Regions from separate parts of the Arachis hypogaea genome. Here region 2 is linked to region 1. The links are chromatin contacts, called in public Hi-C maps. All regions are on one chromosome and are shown on one strand. The core of a region is the stretch at or near the end of the contact, and the rest is flanking DNA. Distances in the headings are between cores, read along the strand shown.

What was found. Hi-C and Micro-C count contacts between places; a contact is called where the count stands out from the background.
Region 2: a contact with region 1 is called in a Hi-C map of an unstated tissue, with 4 times the contacts expected there. The contact joins the promoter of LOC112794351 here to the promoter of LOC112797065 in region 1. A contact is called at or near these places in 4 of 8 Hi-C or Micro-C datasets (leaf and an unstated tissue).

The regions. Positions count from the first base shown.
Region 1 is chr4:101,415,064-101,418,941 of arahy.Tifrunner.gnm2.J5K5, forward strand. LOC112797065 reads left to right here and starts at 1,317. Exons shown (of 3, transcript XM_072234687.1): 1 at 1,317-2,637; 2 at 2,839-3,878. The coding sequence starts at 1,504. LOC112797066 reads right to left here and starts at 983. Exons shown (of 3, transcript XM_072234686.1): 1 at 505-983; 2 at 1-15.
Region 2 is chr4:101,546,838-101,550,434 of arahy.Tifrunner.gnm2.J5K5, forward strand. LOC112794351 (putative cyclic nucleotide-gated ion channel 8) reads right to left here and starts at 1,499. Exons shown (of 4, transcript XM_072234688.1): 1 at 1,204-1,499; 2 at 964-1,075; 3 at 635-871; 4 at 1-533. The coding sequence starts at 1,448. LOC140173038 (putative cyclic nucleotide-gated ion channel 8) reads right to left here and starts at 2,490. Exons shown (of 2, transcript XM_072234496.1): 1 at 1,927-2,490; 2 at 1,616-1,843. The coding sequence starts at 2,490. The coding sequence ends at 1,616. It overlaps LOC112794352 (a long non-coding RNA gene), which reads left to right and starts at 3,227. Exons shown (of 3, transcript XR_003198829.3): 1 at 3,227-3,498.

The DNA.
Region 1 (3,878 bases), core at 67-2,566:
TGACCTGCACACCACCTAATCTCAATGGCTCAAACCAAGCAGGTCTTGAAATTATTATTTTTAGAGATATCTCATAAATTCCAATTTCAACAAGCAATTATTTCATGCAACCTGACTGAAACAAGAACAATTCACAACCATACACCTCAAACACTATCATTAAACCAGTAATTTCAATTTCATGATCGTTCACATTAACTCAACATACTCTTAACATGCAATAATTAACCATTTTCCTGTCTCACTTGTAATCTCCCACTCAAACCCTTCCCAAATTTCAATTCCTAATGACCACGTTGCGAGCACACTCCCAACATTACTGCAGTTCGCTCATTCATACTTTCCACTGCATTAGCAGCATTACCCACCTCTCCTACAATCCAATACTCAATAAACCACCATCAATGCCTCACAATACACCATTCTCAATTGCAAGCAAACTATTAAACATGTATATACTTCATCATAAACATCATCTACATCTAATGTGTCTTTATTACTAACTTTAGTTGTAGTATTTGTCCGTCTAACTTTGTCCACTTTGGTCTCGATGCATTCAAGTGAAATTTCCTTCTTAAAATGATGGTCCACCGTATCCAACATCCCCTAATGCTGCCCGTTGCACCCTCCGTTGCCATTTCTACCGACCCTCAAACCTTCACCGTCTTCCATTTCTGACACCACTGGAAGCCCCAATTTTGCTAACTAGCGCATTCGATCCCAACACCAACTTGGTTATTGCTCTCTCCTCACTTCAATCCAGTTGAGTCTGTTACCAACTTGGCTATTGCTCTCTCCTTATTCCAATCCAGCTGACCCTGCATGTAATTTCCTAAATAAAAAACGATGATGTTATTGTAATTTGAGTGTTTGTATAACGACAAAAAAAACACTTCTACCCGTTAGTGCTAGGAATAGCGCTATTCCAAAAAGGACAATGGCACACCTGATAACTTTTCTATAACTTATTCGGTTACTCTCTATAAATGACCTGTTAAGACAAATTTCTACCTATTAGTTTATACTAGAAAGTATTTTTGTAGTCACTAGCCAGTAGCCACCAATCAATTCAATAAGACAGTAATTACTCTAATACCATGCAAATGATTTCAACCCCATTGTCCAAAATATTGAAATAATGAATGTTTAACTCCATCATCTAAAATGATATGAGAATCCACCATAACAGTAGCGGTGGAAATTCATCTAAAATTCCTAATATTCACGCCCCATTTCACAAGCTAGAACATGGAAAAATCTTCCGACAGAAAGGGACTAACATGGAAAATGTATAACACGGCATGAAATTATGAGTTTATGACATTGTTTTCTCTGTACGAGCATGGTTTACTTTGACAAATATCTCCACTTACCGAGTCTAAGTCTGTCTCTTTGATCATGCCGTGCTCAAAACATTTCTATGCTTTTGGTCATTCATTTCTCTGTCTCAAAACTTTCTGAGCCTTGAGTTGTGTTGTGTGGTGTCTCTTCAAATAGTGTGCAATGAACATTCCGTTAGTTTCATGGCTTTTCTTCATATTCTGCTACTGCTGCTGGACTCACCTTGCTGTTACTGTCACATTGGTCCATGGCCAATGTCTTGAGGATCAACAATCATTGCTGCTTCAACTAAAGAGCAGCTTCGTATTCGAGCATGAACATTCAAGCAAACTGGTGTCCTGGAATGAAACCATTGATTGCTGTCGATGGAAAGGTGTAACCTGTGATAACAAGGGGCATGTTTCTGGTCTCGACCTTAGCGAGGAATCAATCTGTGGGGGTTTTGACAATTCCAGTAGCCTTTTTAGTCTTCAGAATCTCCAAGTTTTGAATTTGGCTACCAACAACTTCCATTCTAAGATACCATCTGGATTCAGCAAGTTGAAGAACTTAACTTATCTGAATCTGTCATATGCTTTCTTTGTGGGGGAGATTCCAATGGAGATTTCTCAGTTGACAAGGCTAGTTACTCTTGATATCTCCTCATCCATTGAACTAAATATTCCAAATCTGCAGAAGCTAGTCCAAAACCTCACTAGGATCAGGTACTTGCATCTTGATTATGTTGATATAAGTGCTTCGGGACAGGAATGGTGCAATGCTTTGTTGCAACTACCTGGCCTACAAGAAATAAGCATGTCATATTGCAATCTCTTAGGCCCCCTTGATTCGGCGCTTCACAAACTTAAGAATCTCTCCACGATTCGCCTTGATGGGAACGACTTCTCATCTGTGGTGCCGGAAACCTTTGCCAATTTCAAAAGTCTATCCACTCTAAGCCTTAGTGATTGTGAATTGAGAGGGAAGTTTCCAGAGAAGATCTTTCAGATATCAGCATTATCTTTTATAGATATATCTGACAATACAAATCTGTATGGTTCTTTGCTGGAATTCGCATCAAATGATCATCTCCAGACTCTGAAGTTGAGTATGACAAAGTTGTCAGGAGCAGTACCAGGTTCTATAAGTAAGTTGAGGAAGTTGTCCATCTTAGATCTTTTTGGAAGCCAATTTAGTGGAACACTCCCCAGTTCAATGTCAAACCTCATGGAACTCACTATTTTGGATTTGGGACATAACAAGTTCACCAATTCAATTCCATCTTTTAACATGTCCAAGAAACTGACCCATATAGATGTGTCTAACAATTTCTTCAATGGAAGCCTGCCTTCTTATCTTTTTGAACTCCCATTGCTACAAACCATTGTACTTTCCAACAATAATTTTCAGAGTCACCCACTTGAGTTTTCAAATTTATCTTCTACCATGTTCTTGAGCCATCTAGGCTTAAGCAGTAACAATATACAAGGGCCAATTCCATCCTTCAATATGTTCAAGAATCTCACTCATTTAGACCTGTCTCACAATGATTTAACAGGTTCAATTACATCTGATCACTTCAAAGGCTTCATGGAGTTGAACTACATTGATTTAGGGGCCAATCGCCTCAACGGAAGCCTACCTTCTTCTCTTTTTGAACTTCCATTGCTAGAATATCTTAAACTTTACAACAACAATTTTCAAGCATTCCCACATGAATTTCCAAACTTATCTTCCACCATGTTAAAGACTCTGGATTTGAGCAATAATAGCTTACAAGGCCCCATTCCTGAGTTCATTTTTCAACTCAAGTCACTAGAAGAACTCCTGTTGTCTTCAAACAAATTAAATGTTACAATATACACAAAAATGTTTCGGAGGCTTGAAAATCTAACTACACTAGATTTTTCACACAATAGCTTGTTGATAGAAGCAAATGTTACTGACTTGGGCATAGAAGCAAATGTTACTACTGACTTGGGCATATCTTCCATCCTCAGAAAGTGGGATGTAAATTTGGCTTCCTGCAATTTGACAAGGTTCCCTAGTTTTCTGCGAAATCAGTCTAGATTATCCAATTTAGACCTCTCAGGAAATCTTATTCAAGGACCTATACCAAGGTGGATTTGGCAATTTTCCTCCCTTACTTTCTTAAACATCTCCAACAATTTGTTCACCATGTTTGAAGAGCCGATACAGAATGTTAGTGCCTCTTTGTACTTCATTGACCTTCACTCTAACCAAATCCAAGGGAACTTTCCAACATTTCTCTCAAAACAACTTTATTTTTTGGACTGCTCGATGAACAACTTCAGCTCTATCATTCCATCAGATATTAGCACTTATATGTCTTCCACATTTTTCTTGTCTTTCTCCAACAATAGTTTATCTGGGAACCTTCCTCAATCCTTGTGCAAGATGTCATATCTTCAAGCTCTTGATTTTTCCTATAATCAGTTGAAAGGGAAGATTCCAGATTGTTTAATGCGGATGGAGTATCTTAAGGTACTAAATCTGGAGCATAACAAGCTTGATGGCCACATTCCTGATGCATTTCC
Region 2 (3,597 bases), core at 249-2,748, 130 kb after region 1:
TGATGGGATTGATCATCATCGTCATCATCATCAAGCTTGTTTATGTGGTGCATGGATGCAATTTTCCTCCTCTGGTGGCGCCTCCAGGCAGCCTGGATGAAGATGGCAGCCCAAGTCCGCCACTGCTGGGAGTAGAAACGGAAGGTGTGCTGAACCTGCCTGCTGTGAAGGCGCCTGAACTGGGAAGCAACAAACTTGAGCTCCTCTGCCTCCAGAGCGAATGCCTCCATTTCATCCATGGCCTTCACAGTCCTTGTAGATGACGGTAAATTCGACGATGATTTTGGGTCCAGTGCCCATGTTAACAGCTCTTCTCCACAGAAGTCACCTTCTTTCAGAAAACCTCTGTTGAAGAATCCACTTCTTCCGCCGTCCGTCGTCACGCTCTCAAGTTGGCCACGTACAATGAACAACATCTCATTCACCGGATCCCCTTCCCTTATTATGCACGTCCCCTTTGTATGCAGACATGGCTTCAGTCGCTCGCATATCGCATCCAGCAACCGCTCATCCATGTTGGCAAACAGAGGAACCTGATCATCCATCCATCCATCCATGCATCATCATCTATCAACGTATAATACATACATACATACACATGCTTTGCTTATATATATATAGCTACCTAGCTTACCCTTCTAACCAAATTCAAACAAAGGTATCGTTTGATGTCTCTCCTCAAATCTTTGGGAAGTTTCTGAACCAAGCTCTCTTCATCTACTCCACGTGTGTTAAACCATTTACATTTTTCATAGCGTCTAACTTTTTCCCTTAGCTCCGCTGGAAGCAAGCGGTGGTGCATCCATTGCTCTGAGTCACGTCTTCTGATCCTCATTTCCTCTAGACGGACAGACATCGATTGAAGAAAGTTCTGGATACAAGACCAAAATAAATTATTATAGAAACCTTTTCATCTTTAATTAATATATATATATATATCAACACTTATTGGCATGCATTTACCTGCATCTTTCCAATCAAAACAGCAAAAAGGACAAGTCCCAAAACAGCTAATAAAATGCAAAAAAGAATTTCTCCGACGTAGGTGCTAGCTTGAAGCCCTTGACCAAGTGTGCTGCGTAAAGCAAAATAGAAGGAAGCTTCTTAGCTTAGTAAAACCTGTTAACAGATACACAGCTTCAAACACACTTCTTAACAAGTCCCAATAATCAATACACTAATGTAGCTTGATTAGGAAAATACCTTATGTTTTGGACACCCCACCATAAACAGTAACATAGTTTAGGAAAGAAATTGATTGATGCAACAATATTAGATGTTATGGCTTGATTGAAAATTCCATAGTCAAATGGGGCGTCGTCATCATCAGCGGAACACTTATCCTTAAGAATCTTTGGGCTAATCTTTCTCCATTCTTCATAGCCAGTAGCACGCTTATTTGAACCCCCACAGTACAAGAAATGCGTGAAACATCGCTCTTCCTCCATGCAAGCATTCCTCCAGCACGTGTCATTACGTTCTACAGCTAATAAGTACCATACAGACCCAGTTATCTGTGACGTGAGCATTGCACATTAGAATCACAAGAAGGCTGATGATGTATAGTAATAGTAGGCATACTAGCTAGTAAAGTTTGCATGACCTTTGGTTGCAATTAAGATGCACTTACGTGGCTACCAAGCATGTACCAAGTCAAGTAATATGCAGCGCCGACCAAAGTATTCTCCGAAAAAACACCTGCTGTCTTGCTAATCTCTGAGGCCAAAGGTAGAAAGCGTAGAAATCTTGGAAAATATTGGAGAATGACAATGTTCAACAGTTGCGTTTTTGTGGCTAATACCTTTGTGCGCGCTGGATCATGAAGATATCTCCACACGACAATCTACATGCATGACAAATAATGATCGACTCAACAATATTTAATTAATCTCCAAATTGAAAGGAAACAAAACAAAAGCTAATAACCTGTGGCAAAGGCAACACAGAGAGGAAGTCAACAATGAAGTAACGTTGCAAATATCTCTTAGCAATCTCTGCAGGATCTATGACGAGTTCACCTCGTCCAAAGACACGAGAAGAAGGCGCAATGAAAGCAGTGCGAAACTGAAAACTTATGCGAAGGATGTAGATAGCATCGAAGATTGTTCTGAGTGTAACTGCATAGCTTGCCAGGCTACTGTCTATGGCAAGACAGAATGATTTGTGATTGAAATATGGGAGATAAAAGAAAAGGGGATCAAAAGATACAGATATGATACACAAAACTTGAAAGAATTTATTCCACTGCAGAAGGGTCTTGTCTTGAGGGTCAAATATTTTTCTCTCAGACACTTTAAGATCTTCTGGGAACACTGATGCCCACGTCACTCCACTTTTCAGGGATCTCCCAAGTACTCTTAGCCCATTCGACCCCCTTCTCATTCCTACCCCAAAAGATTTTGATGCATTGTCGGTTCTCCTTATTCCGCCACTCCCACCAGTCGGAGGAAGCGGCCCCAGTCCTTTCAGATTAAATCTTAGTTTCCTCATCTATTCCTATATATGCTGCATCAAGCGCATACGCCAAATCAAATAGGAATTATTAATGCACATGGATGACATTGCATTATTAATTATTGCCTAACTGCTGGTAAAGCTCTCCTATTACTGTGTGAAATACAATCAATCAAATGTTTTGAAGATTACAAGCAGTTTAATGCTCCTACGTACAATTATAAAGCAGACAGACAGATATTGCCGTGAAGAAAATAACGAGTGCATATGCATGTGTCTCCGGTATTCTTAATACCAAATGCCCAAGGATGAAAGACGGGATCAGCAACTAAATTATATTAATTATTAAACATATCTATGATTTGAAGATGAACTTAATACATATAATTAATGGCGATGTTTGAACAAGCGGATGATTCTGCGTGCATGGGAATGACAACCATAAGAATGCAGAGCCAAAAAGAGATCCACAAGTAGAGAAAGAGAAGGAGAAACATGCATCGGAATTCATCTCTCCACCTGATTTGGTTATTTAAGACACTTATGACGGCTGTATGTTTTCCCCGACATTATAGTTACACCTGCTTTTATTTATTTATCTTTTTTTGCAAGCTTCATTTATCTTAATAACTTATTTTATTTTCATCCCTTAATTTTAGTTTGGTTATTGTTAAGGTTCAACAAGTATTTTTCTTAATTCATTTATCACTTCTCTTTTCTTTTTTGGTCATAGTGAGAAATTAGGAATTGTGTAGATTACTGTTGTCTTTTTTTTTTTGACAGAACCCGGGCTAACAAACCGGCCCAGATCCCAAGGAAACGAACTTCCATTCCCAAACCCGACCCGGATTTTAACTGCCACTTCCCTCGACGTTGAGTTATGCGACCTCCATAGCAGACCTTCAAGTTCCAGGTTGTCACTGCCGTCGCCCGATTCCAGCCGGAACTGCCGCTAACTGCAGAACCTCCTATGTTGGTCGACAGCCACGCCAAGATCAGCTCTGTTATATAATACTTACTTCCATCCACCATTGTTTGCTTTTCGTGAGTATTTCCAACTTAATCAGTTGATTTGCCTTAGTGTCTGCGTGTGATCCATTAAGGAGCTTGTTAACTTTGAACATGAATTTTTTTGATGAATCA